2 separate regions of the Ovis aries genome follow, and region 2 is linked to region 1. A link is a contact called in public Hi-C data. All regions are on one chromosome and are shown on one strand. Each heading gives the region's core, a stretch centred on a gene start, on an enhancer-like site or on the middle of the called end of the contact. The rest is flanking DNA. Distances are from core to core; before and after follow the strand shown.

Region 1 (4,823 bases), core at 725-3,224:
GGGGAAGGGGGTTGGGGACGGAGGACAACTTTCCTTTCCAGCAACAATCCTGTCTGTCTCTCTCTCTCGTATTGATTTTGGAGCTGCGAACAGCCAGACCTGAGTTCAGTACCAAGAGTAGAGGAAAAAACTATTTTTGTGCCCTTATAATATGTATATGGTGATTGAGAATGTCATGGGTTCTGGAGTCAGTTACTGTAGATCACATCAACTTCTTGAAGACTAGATCACCTGATATAACATGATATCAAGCAGATTAAGTACAGCATGGACTAAATAATAAAACGGGAGAGAATAGGGAATACAATACTAAGTATCATATCAAAGTAGGATCCTGACATGATTTTATTTCAGTGGTTTATACATATTTTTATTCCACCACATATTCGCCTCATACCCATCTTATTAATAAGGAAATGGCAGAGACTGAATAGAGAGGCAGTCAGTTTAATTTGAGAAAGTTGCTTAAATAGGAGCGTGTGAATTAGCTTTGCTCCAGAGAAAAAGTTGAACTGAAAACCCTGAGGTTTGCAACTTTAAACAAATCCTAACTCATTTCTCATGTATTCCCACCAAAACAACAGTAATTGAGGTTACCCAAGAGGTAATTTTTCTACAAAACATTGTGAGCTATGTCAGGCAAAAATATAATTTAGCTCCTGCTGCTAAGTCACTTCAGTCGTGTCGGACTCTGTGCGACCCCATAAACGGCAGCCCACCAGGCTCCCCTGTCCCTGGGACTCTCCAGGCAAGAACACTGGGATGGGTTGCCATTTCCTTCTCCAATGCATGAAAGTGAAAAGTGAAAGTGAAATCGCTCAGTCGTTTCCGACCCTCAGCGACCCCATGGACTTCAGCCTTCCGGACTCCACTGTCCATGGGATTCTCCAGGCAAGAGTACTGGAGTGGGTTGCCATTTCCCTCTCCAATGGATGAAAGTGAAAAGTGAAAGTGAAGTCGCTCAGTCGTGTCCGACCCTCAGCGACCCCATGGGCTTCAGCCTTCCAGACTCCTCGGTCCATGGGGTTTTCCAGGCAAGAGTACTGGAGTGGGGTGCCATTGCCGTCTTCAAATACTTTCACCTCCAGCCTCCAACCACAATACTGAAATTGCGTAAAGTCATCGGAATCTAGAACAGTCTTCAAAGTTAAGTGCCTAATATGTGAAAGGCATTCTAGGGACTACAAATACACATGGTACATAGTATATCACCCATTAAGATGCGCATCCTAGTTATTTGGCAAGAAAACATTACGCTTCTGCAGAGATGCTAATCATCAAACTTTCAGGCACAGAGACGCTTTCCTTTCAACTAAAACGCCCCAATTTCTAAAACACTGTTTCCCCAACTCCCATAGAGTACTACAATTTGCCTGAATGCACTGTGAATGCTGATATAAATTAATCCTGGTTCAGAGTATTCACATTTTGAAAAATTACTTAGTACTAAATTCGCTGAATAGTGAAGGATCTCTTTGGACCTTCAAGTTTTAAATGTGAACGTCTCCATCTTTCCTTTCATAACCAAAGCTCCTCCTCCCATCCTCCAAAGTTGACGAAATCAAACGCCTTGGACCTGAACGTTTTAGTAATTCTGATCACTTGAGAGAAAAGAAAAATAACCAGGGCGGGGGAAATGCACACATTTTTAGTTTGGGGATTGCAAACATGGAGAAATACCGCCTCCTGATGGTAAGAGGTGGAAACAGCAGGAAAAAGGCCGGCAAAGATCTTCAGGAAAAGCAACTACTTTCATTTCAAAGCGTCAAACTGCTCAAGTCAGTGGCCCTCAGATCGCCGAGGTCGGCCTCTTCCGGTTGCTCTGACCACTCAGTGCGCCCTGTGCAACGTGATTGACAGAGTAAGAGCCCTGTCCGTTACCTAAATTCGTCACTCAGGAAACAGTGAACCCGACCCTTCCGGAAGCTCCGCGTCCGCGCTCTCCCGGCATCCTTTGTCTTCCGGCTGTGCTCAGATTCCCTCCGGCGAGTCCCGCTTTGCGCGCCCATTTCGATCCCGAGTGTCAAACTCGGCTTTGCGGACTTGAGATTTCTGCACAGATTTTCCGGGCCTAGGTTCTTGGCTATGGGGGCAGGAATGGCTCAGCTAGAGGGTTACTATTTCTCGGCTGCCCTGAGCTGTACTTTTTTAGTGTCCTGCCTCCTTTTCTCTGCTTTCAGCCGGGCCCTGCGAGAGCCCTACATGGACGAGATCTTCCACCTGCCGCAGGCGCAGCGCTACTGTGAGGGCCATTTCTCTCTCTCGCAGGTGGGGTCCCCAACCTGTCTGCACGCTCACACTGGCTAGAAAGGGAAGATCTGGCCCCAGCGCTAATTTCCTCCGTCTTTATCCTTAGCTCCCTTCACTCCAAACAGGAAAGGAACTGGGTAATTTTTGTTCCTCTGAGATCTGTAAAATATTTGCTAAATGAGTGCATAAATGGCAGATTTGTCTCCTAGCAAGAAATCCTCTGGGAGATTAACTAATGGGGAGCTAAGTTATTGCCCCTCTTTTTGGCAACTATTGAAAGCTATCCTAGTTTTTCTTTGCCAGTTCCAGAATTAGAGGCGTTGGATTGCTCCTAGGAAATAAAATTTCACATTCGGTCACCTGTCAAGCATCTCACTGTGTATTTTGAGAGTGGGATAGGAGAGGGCTGGGATATCTTCAGCCACTAAGAAGTGACAAGATATGTTAGTTCCACCCTTGGTGTTTTTAACAGCTTTCTGTAAACTGGATAAACTGTCAACCAGTGAAGTGTTTGAATATGTATTTGTAAATGGCAACCCAGGCTAGTATTTTTGCCTGGGAAGAAATCCCATGGGCAGAGTAGCCTGCCAGGCTACTTACTGTCTGTGGGGTCACAAATAGACAGGACTTAGTGCCTAAACAACAGCAGCAGCATATGCAGATATGGATATAAAAATCCTTTGGGAGAAGGCATTGTAGAGTATGGTTAAATATAGTTTATAATTATAGAAAAACCTGGTTTTAAAACTCGGTGCTAATGTTTACTATTCATGTGGCTTGGAAGTTTTCTGAGTTTCTGATTACTCATCTGAAAATTATGGTACACAGTATCTATTATAGGGCTTGTTACAGGATTAAATACAGAGTATTGGCTCAGTATATTGTAGTTGTCATTATGGACCCTGTGCTTTAATCTCTTTATTTTTCTCTTCATACCCTTCAGAGTTCCAGCAGGTATTTCCAGGCTTTTAAAAACTGTAGCGTTTACAATTCAATCACCAACAGACAGGCCCTCCAAAGAGGATGTCTTGGAAACTGAGTTTAAGTTGTTGACTGCTGGTTGCTGATACTTTAACAGTCAGAAAGCAAATACCAAAGACAATAAGGAAGACTTCTTTAGAGGAAGTGTCTGATTTGCCCTGATGTTAAAAGGACTCATTTAACTGTCATAGGATAACTTCCCAGAGATGCCTGATTGTTGGTAAAGATGACATTTCTGTGTCAGTCTTATCAATATAATCTGTTTCTTGCTTTTGCTTCGTTGTTGACCTTTTGTTTTTAAGTGGGACCCCATGATTACTACATTACCTGGCTTATACCTGCTGTCAGTTGGAGTAGTCAAACCTGCCAGTTGGATCTTTGGATGGTCAGAACATGTTGTCTGCTCCATTGGAATGCTCCGATTTGTTAACCTTCTCTTCAGTGTTGGCAACTTCTATTTACTATACTTGCTTCTCCGCAAAGTGCAACCCAGACACAAGGTTTGTTTCCAGAATAATTTAAGTTTATGTACAGGAAGGTCCACAATTATGGTGAATTTATGAAATTTTGTGGAAAATGTTTTTAACAATATTTGTATATATTTTATAAAGTTAAAGCAAGTCTTCTACCCCCATTTTAGAAGATGTTTGTGTTTAAATATTTGAAAAATAACTTATTTATAAAATATATAAATTTCCATGAATTAAGTCAGTTCAGTAAATATTTATTGAGCTTATTCTGTGTGTTAAGCACTGAGACTACAGAGGTAAGTGAAGCAGTCTTTTTCTTATAAAACTTGTCTTCATTAGGGGGAACAGATGTTACCTGTGCAGTTTTTATGATTTAAGAATGCAGACCCTGGAGGTGAATTATGTGGGTTTGAGTTTTATCCACTTACTAATTGTGCTACTTTGGGCAGGTTACCCCTTAGTGACTCTATGTTTTCATTTGTTAAATGGGAAAATATAGACTCAACCTCACAGGACTATCCTGAAGCATAAAAGAGCTTAATAAATGGGAAGTTCCTAGAATATTGCCAGATGTAATTGTAAGGAATCAGTAAATATTAACTATAATAGTTTTAACTTAAATGATTCCAGTAGTGTAAATTGTGGGATAACAATAGCTGTAAAACACTACAAGAATACAGAGAAGGAGCAGAAGAGCACTTGTTGCAGCCTGACTGGGAAGGAAAGCTGTTGGTTGCATTGGGTAAGACTTCACATATCAGGAAGATCATACCTGATCTGAATCTTGATGACGGATAGGGCTGTAGAATAGGAATGAATTCTGACAGAAATAACATAAGGAATTATAGAAAGACATGGAGCAACAAGATACAGGAAATTGCTATTTGTAACTAAGATTATAAAGTACAGGGATGTGAGGCTACAGAAGTAGGTAGGAGAGAAGTCATGCATATCCTTTTTATGTCATGGAAAGTATTCTAAATTTTACCTAGTAGGTGATGGAAAGCCCTTAATTTTAATCAAAGGAATGGCATGATCTGGCTTGGTGATTTAGATTAACTGGAAGATAGAATTCAAGGAAATAAGAGTACTTTCAAATTCTGAAATAGATTATCAGGCCAA
Region 2 (4,823 bases), core at 1,129-3,628, 910 kb before region 1:
GAGTTTGACATATTATGAAACAATGAGAAAAATCACTTTAAAAAAAAAGGATCTTCTTTTATGTTGAAGAAAAGGAGCTTTAGAGACAATGGTATAATAAAAGTCAAGTTTATGATGAAAGGAGTGAAAAACTAGAATATGCAAGCAATAATGTCCTGAGTACCTGCTAGATGTAGATCACAAACTTGGCTCTAACTTTTTTAGCACCCACAGTAGTTTTCTGCTTTAACCAACAGTGTTTAACTACAATGTTACAGTGATGTACTGCCTTAAATAGAATCTATGTTAAAATAAACAAAAACCAAAAAAACTATGAAGGGATGAAGGGTGCAAAGAGAGTCAATGACTAAAATTGTATCATGAGCTTAATGAACTTAATTTTTCTCAGCACACATTTATTAAGAACTCACCTTTCTACCAAATCATCTGGTTGCCTGAGAAAAAACTGATACAATTCAAATGGAGAGGTCTTATCTCTGTTTAGCCAAACAGCGTTGCCAGCAGACTTGCCCAGTTTCGCTCCAGTTGTACTTGTAATTAGAGGAACAGAGATTCCAAACACATCTTCTCCAGTCAACCTATGCATAAAGAAGAACTTTATTATGTGCTTCAAGCTCAAGTGGTGGCAGGTTCTGCTAATCATTCTCAGATTTCAGTGTGGTTTTTTGCTCCAAGAAACCTTCCTTAACCTTCTAAACCAGGGTTCTTGTCCATCTTTCTGCTTTCACAGCACCCTATTTTGACATTTGTCATTCTGAACTGCAACTGAACCAGTGACTCTGGGCAAGCCAAAGGGAAATGCCACATAATTGGGGCCTAGAAATTTTTAAAGGTTGGGTGGAAAGAGGAGAGAAAACTAGGTAAAGGTGTGGTCAGGTAGAGACACTAAAAGAGGTATTTTAGAGGATTTTTAAAATGAGTAGCATATGAGCTAGCCCTGTATTTCATCTCCCTCTAGAAAATGCCATTAAAGATACATTATTCACAAATATTTGGAGTTGAAAAAATTTTTTTCGAAATGCCAACCAATGACTAACACTTAGCTTCAAGGAAGGTGCAGAGCAAAAGCAGAAACTACTCAAGGTGGTCCAGTCACCGTCAGGTTATAAACAGTCTTTCAAATTAGAAACACAGAAAAGGCTTCTTAGAAGTAGCAAACAGATACAATCTGAATCCTGGCTGCTGCTGCTGCTAAGTCGCTTCAGTCGTGTCCAACTCTGTGTGACCCCATAGACGGCAGCCCACCAGTCCCTGGGATTCTCCAGGCAAGAAAACTGGAGTGGGTTGCCATTTGCTTCTCCAATGCATGAAAGTGAAAGTGAAGTTGCTCAGTCGTGTCTGACTAGTGGTGTCTATTTCCTTCAGAGCTCTAGAATATATCCCATACCTAATATCATTAATTCAGCACTTTAGTTCTCATTAGCCAGTGATATAAAATTAACCCCATTAGACTCTCAGGGGAAATAAAAGGGCTGAAACAAACGACGTCACTCCACAATATTAACAGCGCATTACAGGCTATTTGTGTGTAACTTATTTGACCTGAGATTTCTCCTGGCCTACAGGCGCTTACTTGTGGATGAACTCGTATCCAGACATGATATTGCCCAGCTGATCTGATCCACCCAGCTGGACCCGGCATCCATAATGCTGGAACAGGTAGTAGAAATCATAGGCCTGGAGCACCTGGTATAAAAACTCGGCCAAACTCATGCCTTCGGAGCTCTTGAGCCGAGCCTGCACACTCAGCCTGCTCAGCAGCGTTCCCATGCGGAAGTGGCCAGCCACTGCCGCTAGGAAGTCCACCAGGTCCTGCTTCTGGTACCACGCCGAATTGTCCAGCACGGTGAAACTGCCCCAGGTCCGCCCATTTGCAAAGAGCTGCTGGTGATTAGCCGCCAGGGCCTTTAGCCCTTGACTCAGGGCACGGGCGTTGCTGTGCACGCGCTCCGCATCCAGCGCCTCGCGCTCCTTGGTATGACCGCTTGGGTCTCCCAGGCGCGCCGTGGCGCCTCCCACCAGCGCGATCACGTTGTGGCCCGCTCGCTGGAAATGAAAAAGGCCCAAAAGCGCCAGCAGATGCCCGACATGAAGCGAGTCGGCCGTGGGGTCGAAGCCGCAGTAGATGGTCTGGGGAAATTTCCCTCCCGTGCCGCGGTCGAAGAGCTCTGGGAGCTCTGTCTTTGTACCCCTCTCGGGGAAGAATTCCTTGAACAGACCCCGAGCCTTCTGCACCGCCAGCAACCCCTGAGCGGCCGAGTGGGCCTCACGCAGCCCCAAGGGCAAGACTCCTGACAGGCCTTGGGTACCAAGCCACGGACTCCGGTAAATGCACCGCAACATGGGCGCCGCCATCTTGGCGGCGGCACGAAGGGAATGCTGGGACCTTAGAGGCCCACCACACCCCTCAGTTCCCGCCTCTTGAAATTCCTACAGAATTGGTCAGTGTGTTTCTGCGCATGCCCAACTGAGGCGGAGCTGTTACTTAGTTACTGATATCCTCAGCCTTGGAGTTCTGACTTCCTGGGTGGGGTTTCGGCTGAAAGTCCGGGAACGGTAAATTCCATAGACCTTATTTTCCTCCTTGGTAACGTGGATGTGTTTATAATAGTTCCTACTTCAGAGAGCTGATGTGAGGATTAAGAATTAAGACCTGAGAGTTCTAAAATATTATTTTTTGTTTAAACTTATTCTTGTCACCTAAGAAAAGTCGTGATGCACAAATTCTTTGAATTCTTGGCCCTATGGAAAAATTTTTTCACAGAGGTTGTGAGAAGTTAGGAATTGGTTTAACATCATGGAGAAATACTGAGGTGGCTTGGAGATGCAGTTTCCTAATGCTGATTCCCAAATAGATGGGAACGCCTCAGTCACCAGTATTTATTAGCTTCTCCAGGAGGTGGCAGTCTTGTCTAAGCTATAACCATATATAATCTAATGAATTAAATGCAAAAGGCTCTGTTTAATTCATTTACTTCAATTACAGGTAACCAAGTGGGGCACAGCTTTGGCATCTGAGTGCTCAGTCGTGTCAGACTCGTTACAACCCCCATGAACTGTAGCCCGCCAATGTCCTCTGTCCGTGGGATTGGAATGGGTTGCCATTTTCTCCTCCAGGGGATCCTCCAGACCCAGGGATGGAACCCACTTTTGCTGCATTGCAGGCCGATTCTTTACCACTGAGCCATATGAAATTCAAATTAGTAATCACATTGCCACAGTAATAACCAGGTGCTATCAGTCCTCTCTGGGCTAGGAATGGGCCTCTCACTGGCAGCTGGCTGGCAGGGATCCCAAGTCCAAAACTGCCACTTAAAATTTTATTTATTATTTTTGGCTGCATTGAGTCTTTGTTGCTGTGTATGGTGTTACTCTGAGGGTTCCCAGGTGGCTTAGTGGTAAAGACTCTGCCTGCCGATGCAGGAAATGCCAGTTCGACTCCTGGGTCAGGAAGATTCCCTGGAAGAGGAAATGGCATCCCACTCCAGCTTTCTTGCCTGGAAAATCCCACGGACAGAGGAGCCTGATGGGCTGAAGTCCATGGGGTTGTAGAGTGGGACATGACTAAGCAACTGAACACAGAGCACAGGGGCTTTCTCTAGTTGCTGCAAGTAGGCACTACACTTCATTGTGGTGTGAGAGTTTCTCATTTTGGCAGCTTCTCTTGTTGCAGAGCTCTAGAGCGTGCCAGGCTTCATTAGTTGCAGGAGGGGGGTGCGGTAGTTGCAGTACTTGGTCTCTAAAGTGTCTGTGGTGTGTGGCCTTAGCTGCTCTGTGGCATGTGGTTTTGAACCTGTGTCCCCTGCTCTGTCAGATGGACTCTTAAACACTGGGCCAACGGGGAATTCCAAAACTCCATTTTAGCATCTTATTTCTGGGACGACTTTCAATGTCAACTGTCTTAAATCGAGTTACCTGGGAAAGAGACTCCAATGGGAGATTGATGTGCATAATTACTGGGAACAACATCTGTACTGGAAAGATGGAAGCAGAGGGAGAAGTTGATTTGTGAACACATTGCAGTGGAGGCCACAGGCAACCCCCATAGGAGCTCTGGATCTGGAGTTTCCACTCAATGTCAACCTGAATATAGGCAAGGGGGCGTGTTTTTGTACCCTGTTTTTGACCATTCCTTAAAGGTGAGATGCCCCTGGGCAAAGCTTTGGCAGAGAGTGAGATGCAGAAGAGGACTCAGATATGAGCCATCAGCAAACAATACTCTCAGCAGCTGGGAGATGAAGTGCCTTGCTCCTGATGCAGGCATGTGGCCATGCTCCAAACCGTTCTTAGAGGAACTTTTCCAGTTCTTAACATTATAAAGTCATTTAACAAAATGATATCTTATTTTTAAAAATTTGTTTATTTATGTATGTAATTCTCAGTGAAGTGAGTTTCATGAGAAATTTTAAAGAGTAATTTTGATAGAGTTTCATCAGGCTATGTAACATAACCCCAGATCCCATAATTTTCTTCCCCAAAGCACATAAACTGAATGTTTCTATTTAATATTAGCAAGGGCCAAATTGAATCTTGATAATTAAAATGAAGACACAGCAATATTTTCCTCAAGAAAATGAACATTTGAAGAGAGAAACATTTCTTTAAAAAAAGTTTATTTGGAAAAGACAGCCTCTTGAATCAGGTTTTGTATCTATACATTCATTCTGTCAATTACAGTGATATTTTAAAGTGCGTTGAATCATTGAATGTCTATCATTATCTTTCTCCCTCAGTTTAAAAGATACCAGGTTCAAAAAATATTTGCAGTTCCATCTGGTGCTGAAGAAAATAAGCAGGGTGTGTTCTAGCTTTCATGTTGTTAT

The links. Hi-C and Micro-C count contacts between places; a contact is called where the count stands out from the background.
Region 2: a contact with region 1 is called in a Hi-C map of liver, with 7 times the contacts expected there. The contact joins the promoter of YARS2 here to the promoter of LOC101104224 in region 1. A contact is called at or near these places in 4 of 16 Hi-C or Micro-C datasets (hypothalamus, liver, omental adipose tissue and 1 more).

What each region holds. Positions count from the first base shown.
Region 1 is chr3:181,735,329-181,740,151 of ARS-UI_Ramb_v3.0, reverse strand. It overlaps LOC101104224 (ALG10 alpha-1,2-glucosyltransferase), which reads left to right and starts at 1,974. Exons shown (of 3, transcript XM_004006737.5): 1 at 1,974-2,268; 2 at 3,534-3,731. The coding sequence starts at 2,086.
Region 2 is chr3:182,640,767-182,645,589 of ARS-UI_Ramb_v3.0, reverse strand. It overlaps YARS2 (tyrosyl-tRNA synthetase 2), which reads right to left and starts at 2,378. Exons shown (of 7, transcript XR_009599977.1): 1 at 1,574-2,378; 2 at 411-578.